Regions from separate parts of the Sus scrofa genome. Here region 1 is linked to region 2. The links are chromatin contacts, called in public HiChIP or PLAC-seq maps. All regions are on one chromosome and are shown on one strand. The core of a region is the stretch at or near the end of the contact, and the rest is flanking DNA. Distances in the headings are between cores, read along the strand shown.

Evidence for each region. HiChIP or PLAC-seq counts read pairs in DNA pulled down with a chosen protein or histone mark.
Region 1: an H3K27ac HiChIP or PLAC-seq map of skeletal muscle shows a contact between it and region 2. The contact joins the promoter of ACSL1 here to the promoter of CENPU in region 2. A contact is called at or near these places in 12 of 47 Hi-C or Micro-C datasets (alveolar macrophages, blood, brain and 4 more) and 2 of 2 datasets of contacts at active chromatin or transcription factors (alveolar macrophages and skeletal muscle).

What each region holds. Positions count from the first base shown.
Region 1 is chr15:45,927,679-45,934,409 of Sscrofa11.1, reverse strand. It overlaps ACSL1 (acyl-CoA synthetase long-chain family member 1), which reads left to right and starts at 1,298. Exons shown (of 21, transcript NM_001167629.2): 1 at 1,298-1,341.
Region 2 is chr15:45,847,901-45,854,461 of Sscrofa11.1, reverse strand. CENPU (centromere protein U) reads left to right here and starts at 3,001. Exons shown (of 12, transcript XM_013984043.2): 1 at 3,001-3,376; 2 at 6,406-6,454. The coding sequence starts at 3,345. It overlaps PRIMPOL (DNA-directed primase/polymerase protein), which reads right to left. Exons shown (of 15, transcript XM_021076332.1): 15 at 3,410-3,516. The coding sequence ends at 3,497.

The DNA of each region.
Region 1 (6,731 bases), core at 49-2,548, 82 kb before region 2:
ACTGTGGCCACTGTTCAGATGTTCTGGGACTGTGAGAGAAGCCCAGTGACAGTCCTTAGGCTACTGTCATACAGTCAGCCTGAGTATTGTCACATAGTTAAGGTTGAGTATGAGGCCTGAGTGAGCACAAGCTCACACCAAAGTCAGTACAAGTACATTCGCCTATTACGGACTGCTCTGGAGGCAGATTGCCTGAGGCCCAGTGTACTTCTGCCCTCACTAGCTTTCGACCTCCCCGTACCTCTGTGTCCTCATCTGTAAAAAGGGACTAATGACAGCACCCATCTCATAAGGTTATGATGAAGATTCAATAGGATAATTGTGAAATGTTTCAGTAAAGGCTGTCATTATTAGAGGCATTATAAAAATAATTCTTCTCATGCCTCAAACTCAAAGCAGTTCCAGATAAGAGCCGGCCATGCAGTGCTGGACACAAGTACCACTGTAACCAGGACCTCGGTTATTAGAGGTTAAGGTACCAGCAGACCTCAGGGGGCTAAGAGGAACAATAACATTTGGGCTAGGAGCCTGAAAAAAGCTGGCCTCTGAAAGGCCCCTAATGGGCATCGCATGGATGCAGACAGTAGCCCTCAAAACCGCACCGCCAGGGCTGAGCAGCAGACAGGCCCCAAGAACTTGGCAGGTGAACACTGCCATTAGTGACGTGGAACCAGTGCGCGGCCCCAGCTATACCCGGGGTGATCTCTTCGGTTGCTTCATGTCCAGGCAGCTGCAGAAGTACAGACTGGGGCCTTCCCAGCCAGGTCTGTGGCAAAACCCCACGTGGGAGCAGTGGTGAAACCGGGTTAAAAGGAGTCCTGCACATCGTTGCCAAATAAAATAGGAAAAGAAAGCCCCCGCCCGCCAAATCAGCGGGGCACGCGGTTGCGGAAGGAAGACACGAAAGGGCGTCTCCCGGCCTCCAACTGCACCGCAGACTTCTGGGCTGAACCGCCACAATTTGCTCTTTGCCCCCCTCGGATTCGTTATGAAATCCCGGGACAGTTAGGGCTACTTCAGAGGCGTTTCCCCAACGCTTCCCGGAACTCCCCCACCTGCTGCCCGGCCGGCACGCGCGCGACCTGACGGGAAGGCCGGCGCGCGGCGGGTGGGCGGGACCTGATGTGGGGGCGTGTTCTGTGATGGGGCGGGGCCTGAGAACCGGGCAGGGCGGGCGCGGCACGCGCACCGGCAGCAGCCTGTCTCCACAGCGGTAGGGGCTGGGGCACAGCCAGCTCACGGCGGCGACGGCGGCGCCCTTAAATAGCATTCGGAGCCAGTGCAGGGCAGGCAGTGGGCTGCGGTGACAGCCGGCGGCGAACCGCCTGGCCTGCGGAGGAGGTGAGTGCTCCTGCCGCGAGGAACCGTGTCCGTGCACGCTGTGGCCCCGAGGTCTTAGCGGAGCCGCGAGGCTGATGCTGCTCCGCCGGCAGGAGCCTGGGAGGCGGCGGCCTCAGCAGAGGCGCGCGAGCCGGCCCTCGGCTAGCCGGGACGTGCCGCTTTTCCGGCCTCTGCCCTGCGGCCCCCTGGGTTCCCGCTGCAACTGAGGCCTCCGGGCCGCCCGAGCCGCCGCCGCTTCCTGTGCCGGAGCCGGGGATATCGGCCCTCGGCTCCCTGCGGACGGCGCCGGGCTGGTGCACCGCGGCGTGTGGGTGACGCGGGCCGCGGGACTGGATCCTTATTTTTATGACGGCGAGGACCGGCCTGGCGAGAAGCGGGACCCGGGGCTGCAGATGCGAGGGATGATCCCGCGGCGCGGTGACGGTGCTCTCTCGGTCCGACCTCCCTCCTGCCCCTGGGCGGGGTTTGAGGCGCGCTCCGATCGCGCGTGGACGCATCGGTGCAGGCTGTGACCCAGCCTCCGCGCGATGGTGGCTCCTGCGCGCGGCGCTTGCGGGAGGGTCAAAGGCAGCATCGGAAGCGGGTTGCCACATGTGGAAATTCTCGCGGTGCCTCCACAGTAGTGCCCGTGCCGCTGCGCAGAGCTGTGATGGAGTGAGTCATTTGAGGAGTCTGGCATTTTTTGAAAATAGGAAGCAAAAATGATGCTATCTATCACCTTGCAGCCTAGACGGAGAGTGCTGGTAGGTGGCTTGAACGAACACGTGGACGAGAACCTAGAGACGGATGCTCTCGCCAATCAGTGTGTACGTTAGAATAGCACACCCCTTCCTCACCCAACCTACTTCCAAGGTTATGGAGCTTAATTAAGACCATTATAAAAGTGCCCTTGCCTTTTAAAGTTCAGACTTCTAAGCTTCTTGTTAGTGCAGGAATAAGTGCCCCAACTGTTAATATGCTTCCTTTTATTTTCTAAATTTATTTTTTATTTTATTTGTTTTATTTTTTGGCCCCACCTGGGGCATGTGGAAACTCCTGGGCCAGGGATGGAACCCGTGCCACAGCAACGACCGGAGCAGCTGCAGGGACAACCCCAGATCCTTAACCCGAAGCACTATAAGAGAACTCCCCTTCCTTTAGACCAAGAGAAACTGCTTAAATTCCAGTTTCTGACACAAATTTCATCTATGATTATCTCACTGTAAACAGTTATTTACTTAAACACTTAAACAAAAAGCCAATCAAAGCCTTCTGGCTGATTGAGCATTTTCAGGTGGAGGTGGCAGGTCAGGTTGATTTAAAACCTAAGGTGTGAGTTGACAGTCTGGTTGGGTGGGCTTGAGAAGGTGGACTTTTAAAGGAAACCTTGCTTCCCATCAGTGTGGAGCCAGGCTTGGGAGTCTTGTTCTTTTTTGGGGGGGGGGACTTTTTAGGGCCTCACCCAAGGCACATGGAAGTTCCCAAGCAAGGGGTTGAATCAGAGCCACAGCTGCCAAGCTACACACAGCCACAGCAACACCAGAACTGAGCTGTGTCTGCAACCTACACCGCAGCTCATGGCAACGCTGGTTCTTTAACCCACTGAGCGAGGCCAGGGATCAAACTCACATCCTCACAGATACTGGTCGGGTTGTAACCACTAGCCACAGTGGAACTCCTAGGCTTTTAAATTTGGGGCATTTAGAAAGTTCCTGTGTGCCAGCAGCTGCAGGTTCAGTCCCTGGCCTGGGAATTTCCACATGCCTTGGGTGTGGCCAGCAATATAGTGATTAGTTAATTGGGAACATTTAAGAAATAGAGACTTGGGACAAACTCAGGTAGAGGCAGGTATATCATACAGGTTGAGTTTTCATAGCTATGGCTACTTTTGGATGAGGTTTGGAATGGCTGCAAGTGTCCCCAGGTGCCACAGTGTTGTGCTTATTTAAATGTCCAGGTCTTGCCACATTTTTTGTTTTTGATGTAGCTGTTTTGTGAAAGTTTGAAGAAGAGGCTGAGGAAAGATGACGTTTGTTTTGTCATCATAGTTTGGGAAGTTCTCCTCTCTTCAAGTTTCACTTTTCTGGCAAGAGCTAGATTATAGGAAGTCATTTCCAGATCTGCTACTCAGAAACCTTAGAGGAATAGTTTTTTAAGGTCAGTTGCCGATTTATTGTGTAAATTTGTCACTTAAGCCACATGTCCATTATTCTTTTGCCATTACTGTCTGTTATAACCAAATTCTGTCAATGTTGACAGAATTAATAATGTTTTACCAACAGTATTGTTTGGATGATGCAATAGGTGAGATTCCTGTGTTAGCAAATTCAGAAGAACTTCCTTTAAGGCAGCTCAGAGCTGTAGGTATCCTAAGGCCTCTTCAAGCTGCTCTCTGACAGGCCACTGCCAGTCAGGAGGGAGCTGGAAGGTGCCAGAGTTTTTATTGAAGGTCATCGGTCCAACTTGGTGTTCAGACAAACACGTTAGCATCACTTTGCTTTGACACTCCTGCATGGAGACCAAGTCTCAGTGAAGAGAGCTTATCTGAAGCTACCAGGGGTTGAGTTTGTGTCAACGTTCTATTACTTACAGGACCTTCGGAGAGCTTTTAAACCATCACGAGGCCTGAAGACAGAGCTGAACTTGATGATCTAGAGAGTAAAGTCACCCAGTGCTCATGTCTGCAACTTAAAATCATTTCCTCTGGTTCCTTACTTAAAATGCTGAATGCCAGCTCTTAAAAAATCCTAGCTTGGGAGTTACTGTCGTGGTGCAACAGAAACGAATCCCAATTAATGCCCATGAGAACACAGATCCCTGGTCTTGCTCAGTGGGTCAGGGATCGGTATTGCCATGAGCTGTGGTGTAGGTCACAAACTCGGGGCTCGGATCTGACATTGCTGTGGCTGTGGTGTAGGCCTGCAGCTGTAACTCTGATCAGCCTCTTGCCTGGGAACCTCCATATGCCTTGGGTACGGCCATTAAAAAAAAAAAAAATCCTAGTTTGTGTAAGCCTGAGGTGATATGTAATTTGTACCACAATGACAAAAGAAAAAGATCACGTAATCTGAATTAGTTTCATTTTTCTTTTTCACATCCTTATGTTTAAAAGTTCTTGACTGTGTTGGAGACACACAGTACTTAGCCGTAACCTTTGTGGAATCAAAAGGGGACAACGAAATGTAATGGTGCCTTTCCTGAAATACAGCTGCCTTGGAGGGATGGCACATTCTTTGGACAACAACTTAGCTGGAGGAGAGGACTCTGCTCCCCTGTGCTGCCTACCCCGGGAAAATACATTTGGCTGGAGCTCCAGGGCTTGCCTCCAGATTTTAAGACTGGTGGTTCCATGTGCTTTTCAAGTTTTAAAAAAAATTTGAGGAGTTCCCATCGTGGCGCAGTGGTTAACGAATCCGACTAGGAACCATGAGGTTGCAGGTTCGGTCCCTGCCCTTGCTCAGTGGGTTAACGATCCGGCGTTGCCGTGAGCTGTGGTGTAGGTTGCAGACACGGCTCGGATCCCACGTTGCTGTGGCTCTGGCGTAGGTCGGTGGCTACAGCTCCGATTCAACCCCTAGCCTGGGAACCTCCATATGCCGCGGGAGCGGCCCAAGAAATAGCAACAATAACAACAACAACAACAAAAAGACAAAAGACAAAAAAAAAAAAAAAAATTGAAAGCTGTCTAATATCTAAATCAAAACCACTTGTCTCAGAAAAGCAATATTAATAAAATATATAATATATGGTTATATATTATATGATATATTAATTTAAATACTTTTTATATTATAATAGGAGTCTACACTCATTATAGAAGATTGAGGAGCTTTAAAAAGTCTTGGAGTTCCTGCTGTGGCATAGTGGGTTAAGAATCTGGCCTTGTCTCTGCAGCAGTCTGGCTCAGTGGATTTAAGGAGCCAGCATTGTTGCAAGTAAAGCAACGTAGGTTGCAACTGCCACTCAGATTTGATACCTGACCTGGGAACTTCCATATGCTAGGGATGCGGCTCCAAAAAATAAATAGGTGAAAGTCTTCAAGGAGTTCCCTTGTGGTGCAGAGGGTTAAGGACCCAACATTGTTACTGCAGCAGCTCGGGTCACTGCTGTGGCGCAGGTTCAATCCCTGGCCCAAGGTCTTCTATATGCCATGGGCACAGCCAAAAAAAAAAAAGGTCTTCAAGAGATATTAACATGTTCATATATTTCCTTTTTGTATTTTTCCAGAAAATTTTTTTTAATTTAAACATATGTTTTTAATCAAAAATAAGAATTTTGATGATTTAATTTTAATCACTTAAGTTATATTGTGAACATTTTTTCCATGTTATGTACTCTTGAGAAAAAATTAGGGTTTTTTTTTTTGTTTTCTTTTTTTCTTTTTAGGGCCACACCTGTGGCATATGGAAGTTCCCAGGCTAGGGGTCCAATCGAAGCCATAACTGCCGGCCTACATCACAGCTCACAGAAACGCCGCATCCCCAACTCACTGAGCGAGGCCAGGGATGGAACCCATATACTCATGGATACTAGTCAGATTCGTTTCCATTGTGCCACAATGAGAACTCCGAAAAATTCGTTTTGAAGCAGACTGCCTTGGGTGGTTTATGAACTATACCATAGTTTGTGTATTGTTGTGTATTTGGAAATAACTATTTAAGAACAGTTCACCAAACTTCTTATATATTTCATTTTATGAATAAATATATATATATGTATGTATGTATGTATTTAAGTTAGGGCATGCTCTGCTTTAAAACTGTTGAAGCTGGCAATGACTTGGAAATTATTTTTATTAATGAGTGGCTTTAATGGACTTTGTGGTTCATGTGTTCTAGTCAAAAGCTGTTGAAATAAGGATTTCATGCTTTGGAAAGATAAATGGAAAGAAGTAAGGGCGTCACAGGAGGAAATGTGGGTTGCCTTTTATACCGTTTCCTCATTCGGGGAGGGACTTCTGATAAGTGTATTATCTGTCCATTTGCACAGTTATTTGGCTGCTATAGAAATTGGCATTTTCCCCACAGGTTTGTGGTGGAGAAAATGTCCATATATATAAAGCCAAAATGTCCTGAGTTCCATTGATTCTTTTATTAACCAGAGTAAAGAAAAAGTGGCTATAGGGGCTGGTTTCTTCCTGGAGACTCAGCATCAGCTCTGGAGCAGGGCAGGGTCAGCTGACTGCCCTGGTGGCCACTAGTGGCCCGCCTGGGAGACACAGGACGTGACAGGCAATGATGACAGCCCATAGCGCCAGGGTCTGTTCTCAGGGCTTCACATCCCTTAAACCAGTTAATTTTCCCAACCTCCCTGTGTGGTAGGTCCCACTTTTATCCGTGTTTTACAGAAGGTAAGGAACAGTTGTAGAAGTTAAGTCACCCAAACTAGGATTTGAACCCAGGCCGTCTGGC
Region 2 (6,561 bases), core at 1,752-4,251:
AACAAACATAACCAAACAGATTTTGAGATACAGAGAACAAAGTAGGTGGTTGTGAGGGGATGGGGACTGGGAACAGACTTCAACTTGGAAATTCTGTCTGCGTTTCTAGGCTGCTGCTCTGAAGAACTCAGACTCAAGGCTGCAACATCAACCTTTACCTGGATTTCTAGGTTGCTGGTCATTTCTGACTTGCCAGTGTCCATAATTAATTGTGTGAGATAATTCCATAAAACTATCTATCTATCTATCTATCATCTATCTATTTATCTATCATGTATCTACACACACATAGCTGTCTGTCTGTCTGTCTACCTACACACACACACACACACACATATCCTATTAGTTCTGTCTCTCTGGAACTCTGGCTAATAATGGTAGGTACATCATGACAGCTCATCTAATCAGAGTAAATCTTAGGCCTTCTTCTGGGAATGCTGGGACATAGCTGCTCTCTGTCTCTGAAGGATGGAATTCTGAGGTGAGACTTGGAAGGGCTGCCAGATGCAAGCTCTGGGCCAGAGTCCTCAGATCTAGTGCAGCCAGAGCCACTTACTACCTGCGGGGCTGCTGCTTAGTTTCCTCATATGTACAGTGGGATTCTGGAGCCTACCACATAGGGTTACTGAGAGGATTAAATGGTTTCATAAATACTAAACACTTAGAACAATGACTAGATCATAGTAAAAGCTCAATAAATCCAGGCGATGATGATGATAATGGCAGGATCCAGGCTGAGGAAAAGGCTGACCATATAAGAAGGGCAAGAAAATGGATTCAAAGCCTTGATGGCTTCTCCAACCTCTAGCTCAAACTAAGCTTGACAACCATCCTAGCACTGGACTTTTCAGTGACATGAGTTCATAAATTGCTTTATTATTTAAACCTATTTGGTTTGAGTTTTTATTTCCATCCAGAGCACTGAACCTCTTCTTGTTTTAACAACTGGATAGTTTCTTTTTTTGGACCCATAGCACAAAAGGTTTGACAACAGTCGCTTTCCTGGGAAATGAAACTTCCTTTCCACATTCCCTTTCTTATTCCTCCCTCCCTCTTTCCTTCCTTCCTTCCTTCCTTCCTCCTTCCTTCCTTCCTCTCTTTCTCTCTCTTTCTTGGCAGCACCCACAGCATGCAGAAGTTCCTTGGCCTGGGATAGAATGTTAACCATTACGCCACGAGACAACTCCCCTGACACTCTTAAGGGTGACAATTTTCTGAGATTCCAGGAACACTATTTCTACATTCAGTGGGGAAGTACCTTCAATACCTCAAAGGCAATTTACTCTTCTCTGGCAATTGCCCTAGTGATTCATAGGTGGGGTGAGCAGGTATTTTTCTGAAAAGGAATCAGGATGGACCTATAACCAAGGAGAATATGATCAACTTAAGAGAAATGCAATCAAAAACACAATAAGATACCATTTAACTTGCTAGTTAGGTAAAACATTTAAAGTATTGAAAATTCTAAGTATTGACAAGTATATGTAACCAGGAAGATTTTATTAATTGCTTATAAAACAATGTGTAAATATTGGCATTCTCACATAGCTGAAAATGTCTCTATCCCATGAGACAATAATAGCTCTGCTGCGTCTATCCCTGTCTCGTAGCTGTGTACCCTGCAGGACACTTACAGGGACGTTTAGCTGGGCATCATTGGTAACAGCAGAAAGACTGAAAACAACTGATCTATCCATACATAGAAGAATGAATAAAGAAAATGTGATATATTTACTTAATGCATTACAAAAATGAATGCATGAGAGCTACATGCATCACTGTGAATAAACCTAAAATTTATATCTTTGAGTAAGAGCACTTGCACAATACATCCAAATATTATTTGTATAAAGTTTAAAAATATACAATAAATAACATTTTAGGAATATAGCAAGGTAGAAAAACATGGGAATGAGAAACGCAACATTGGAAGTGTGGTTATCCTTGGAAGAAATGATAAATAAATATATATATATGTATTACTTTGTAATTATGTAATTAAGTAAATATATATGTGTGTGTGTGTGTGTGTGTGTGTGTGTGTGTGTGTGTGTGTATAGTCTATTTAGGGCTGCACGCATGGCATATGGCGGTTCCCAGGCTAGGGGTCCAATCAGAGTTATAGCCACTAGCCGATGCCACAGCCACAGCAATGCCAGATCCAAGCTATGTCGCCACCTACACCAAAGCTCACTGGCAATGCCAGATTCCTAACCCACTGAATGAGGCCAGGGAGCAAACCTTTGTCCTCATGGATACTAGTCAGATTCATTTCCACTGAGCCACGACAGGAACTCCAGGAATGATAAATATTAATTTCCTATCCAGTGGTGACCATCTGTGTGCTCCATTTTATCTTTGTATATGCTATATTATGTGCATGAACTCTAATAATTTTTATTGTGGTGATATATACGTAACATATAGTTTAGCATTTTAGCCACTTTCAACTGTACCATTTAGTGGCACTACTTAAGAATATTCACATGGCTATGCAACCATCCACCATTAGCCACTTCTAGAACTCTTTCATCATCCTAAACTGTGCTTTTTGATGTCTTGATTCAAGATATCATTGCTAGATCCAATGTCATAAAGCTTTTGCCCTATATTTTCTTCTAAGAGTTTTATAGTTTTAGCCCTTATAGTTAGGTCTTTGATCCATTTTGAGTGAGTTATTTTTTTTGGGGGGGTGATAGGGGTCCAAAATCATCTTTTGCAGGATAATGCATTTTTTAGAGAGAAAGTAAAGAATCAGAGAATATTAGCTCCAGAAAAGGCCCTCCCCACTTATGAGTGAAAAAACTGGGGTAGAAATAAAATAATAAGCCAAGATGACACAACTGATTACAGGCGTTGGCAGACTAAAAATCAAACCTTATTTCCAAATCTTTACTCTAGATAGCTGCGCAGGCGCTTAAGCACCCAGCGGTCCCACCCTGGGTTTGGATCCGCCCCTCACAGGCGGGCGCCCTCTCCAGTTCCGGCTCTGGCTCCTCCCCCTCCCGCCCCCAAGGGCGGGCCCTGGCGGCTCTGACTCTTTGGAACTTAGGAAAAAGGGCGAGGCACGTGGGTGAGAGGAAAAACCCGACAAATGTTTGGCGTATCATGCACTGTCAGCAACTGGTTTTAAAGCCTGGACTCCAAATCCGCTCTAGCGCAGTACCAGACCGGGTTTTTTCTAGCGCTCTAGGACGGGGAAGAGCCCTAGCCCGCCTGTGTGTAAGACCGGGCGCGGGGCGGGAGGCGTGCCCGCGTGCTCGGCCCCGATTGGCCGCTGGGAGCAGCGCGGGGTTTGGCGGGAGCTTCAGGAGCTGCGCGGGCGCAGGGAGCTGTGGGCCGTGATGGCCCAGCCGGGACGAGTAACGCGCTCAGGGTAGGTATTGAGGACCCTCGCGACGCAGGTTGGGGCCCACTTTATCTTCTTTCTCTTCCGCGGATCTTGGGCCTCTCGGAGCTGTTGGTGCTGCCTGGTTCTGGCACTGTGCTGTTTGTCCTAGCGATAAGTTTCCAGGTCTGTAAAAGGGGAGTAATAATAGTCACAATTTTCTAGGAATTACGGGGAAGCTTAGAGGAGTTACAGTTTATAACGGTGCCTGACGGGCAGGCGAGAACGCTGGCTAGTGTTAGCATCATTTTGGGTGAGTGTAGTCTAAAGTAGACAAAACATTTTAAAACGAACTGTCCAACAAATAACTTATGAGGGCGTACCACTCTACCACTTGCCAGACATCACATTCTAGTGGCTTTTACACTCTGGCTGGTAGTCAGTATTCTTATTTTCAAGACCTTGCTTGTTTTTATAACACAAACCACAGACCATAAAGTTGAACTACATCTCCGGCCGGCTGCTTGTGGTTCTTAAAGGAGCACTCCAGCCAGGATGGGGCAAGGTTTTTTGTTTTTAATCAAAAAGGGCATGCAATTTAAAATAGATTGCAAAACTGCTCTCTAAAATGTTATTCCCTCTGGATTTGTTGGCAAGTATCTTGCTGGTGGTGTCTGGTCCTGGCTGGAGGGGCCTTGGCTTGCTTTGATTAGTCTGCAAAGGAGTTCCACCTGGACCGTGGGAAGGCTTCCCGGAGAAGGTGCATTTGTAGATGTGGGGTGATGGTAGAGGCAAGCCGACAGCATAGGGGAAAGGCTGGGGCAAGACAAAGCAGGGAGGTGGAGTAAACTGAGACTAGATTCCAGTGGCCAGTGGGGAAGAACCTAAGACGCCCACAGTGGGGAGGAGGACTGGGAAAAAATATTGGAGCCTTGAAACATCAGGTGACAAGAGTTAAACTTTATCTGCTAGGCCAGTGGGGGGGTGGTTCTCTCTCTCTGTACACAAACATATACACATACATGTAACATTTTTGCCTTTTGAGATTCATGAAATCTGTTCATCCTCCCCCCCCAAAATGAAAGTTTGACATATGTTATCAAGGAGATTTCCATCTTTTAGGAGTCTCTTCTTGCTCCTTGCCTAGGTGAGAAGGAAACTTGACCTGTGGATCTGAGCACAGATAAGGCAGGGGTCCTTAGAAAGAGTAGGTTAAGAAAGTATGTGATCGGTTTCTAGTCCCATTTCTGTCACTTGGCTGTGACCACTGACGTTACTTACCTTTCCAGGACCCCAGAATCATAGATGCCTTACACCAATACCTATTCTCCCTTCTTTGGGGTCTGAGATTCAAATAAAGCAGTGGTTTTCAAAGTGTGGTTCCCTGACCAGCTGCACTAGGAGCATGCTAGAAATGCAAAAGCGTAGAGGCCATCCCAGGTTTACTGAATCAGCTGCTGCTCTGGAGATGGGCTAAGTGGTCTGTTCTAACAAGCCCTCCAGGTGAGTCTGATGCCTGAAAGCTTGAGAACCAAACTTTTTCTGTTCTTACTGTAATTCACAGCAATGATGTTTACATCACAGTGAGTACACACACACACAGTACGTACACACACATAAAACAAGGGGTATATGAAATACTATGTTCAGTGCATGGTACTATTATATTTTATATTCTCTTCTTAAGATTTCGGAGTTCCCGTCGTGGCGCAGTGGTTAACGAATCTGACTAGGAACCATGAGGTTTTGGGTTTGATCCCTGGCCTTGCTCAGTGGGTTACGGATCTGGCGTTGACATGAGCTTTGGTGTAGGTCGCAGACGTGGCTCCGATTTGGTGTTGCTGTGGCTCTGGTGTAGGCCGGCGCTGCAGCTCCGACTGGACCCCTAGCATGGGAACCTCTATATGCCACAAGTGCAGCCCTAGAAAAGACAAAAAAGAAAGAAAATTTTCTTCTTGTTTTTTGGGGGTTTTATTTGTCCTTTTAGAAAATGCTGAGTGTGGGGGAAAGGTTAAAGGATGTGATGGGGCAGTTGATGAAACTTGGATATGATTAGATAATTATGTCAGTGACCTGAAAATTGTGCTGTGACTACACAAGATTTCAGCTCCCTAGGAAGGACACACTGCAGTATTCCCCATTTACCGAATACATACAGAAAGCAGATGAGGCAACATGTAAACAGTAGTGAAGTGGGGCAAAAGGTATACAGAAGGCTTAGACTATTGTCACAACTTTCCTGTAGGTTTGAAATGATATCAAAGTTACTCAAAGAAACACTGGTTCAGACACTAAACTGACTTTGCTACGCACTCTTGGGGGTATGCAGGGCATGTCTGAAGTCAGGTCTGTGTATGGGGACATCCCCGTTGCCCTCCCACCTCTCTTGGTGCACGGACAGTAGGATTTCCTGCTTATTTTCTGTTTCCTTTCTGGTTTGTTACATCTTCCTTATTTTAAGCTTGTTGGAGATGCTCGGGCTTTATCCCCTTGTCCTAATGCCCACAGGAAGGGGCCTGAAGGGGTAGAAAGTGAGGAGGGCTCTGGGTTGAAACTGATGCAGATTTTAATTTGAGATTCCCTTCCTCTTGGCTGCATGTTGCTTTGGGCAAAAAGACATCTGGACCATGGGGTTCACGTCTTCTTAAGGCCCACTGTGGAGCCACATGAGAGAATGCGTGTGAAAGAGCAGGCACCGTATGGAACGGGCTCGGGTGCTTGACAAAGTTTCGGGACCTCTCGCTCATCTCTGCAGAAAGTCAGCCCTTGTTGATGTGACCTCAGGAACAAGGATGACAGCAGGGTTAGGGGGTTTCTGTATCCCTGAGAGCAGAGCTATGCTGTTTATACAAAGGTGATATGATTAGACCTAGAAAAAAATGTTCAGCGCATGAGAGATGGGCTTGGCTTTCTAAAAGGGTTTTGCCCTGTGCATTTCACCATGTGCGTGTTGTTAGTACAACTAATGAGGAATGTGACTTGGAGAGAAAATGCTTGGAAGAGGTTGTAAGTTCTGGTGTTTCCCCTTTACTTTTAAAGCTTTCCTAACTCGTGTGTGTGTGTTTGCTCTTTTATAGTGCAAGATATTCAGAGAACACTGTAGGAAGAACACAGTCCATGAAAGATGTAAGTTATCTTTTTATATTTTAATATAACTTTCTCATAATTGGCAATACAGAGATTAAAGATTGTACAACATTTAAAGATCATGCAACATTCTGTATTTGCTTTTT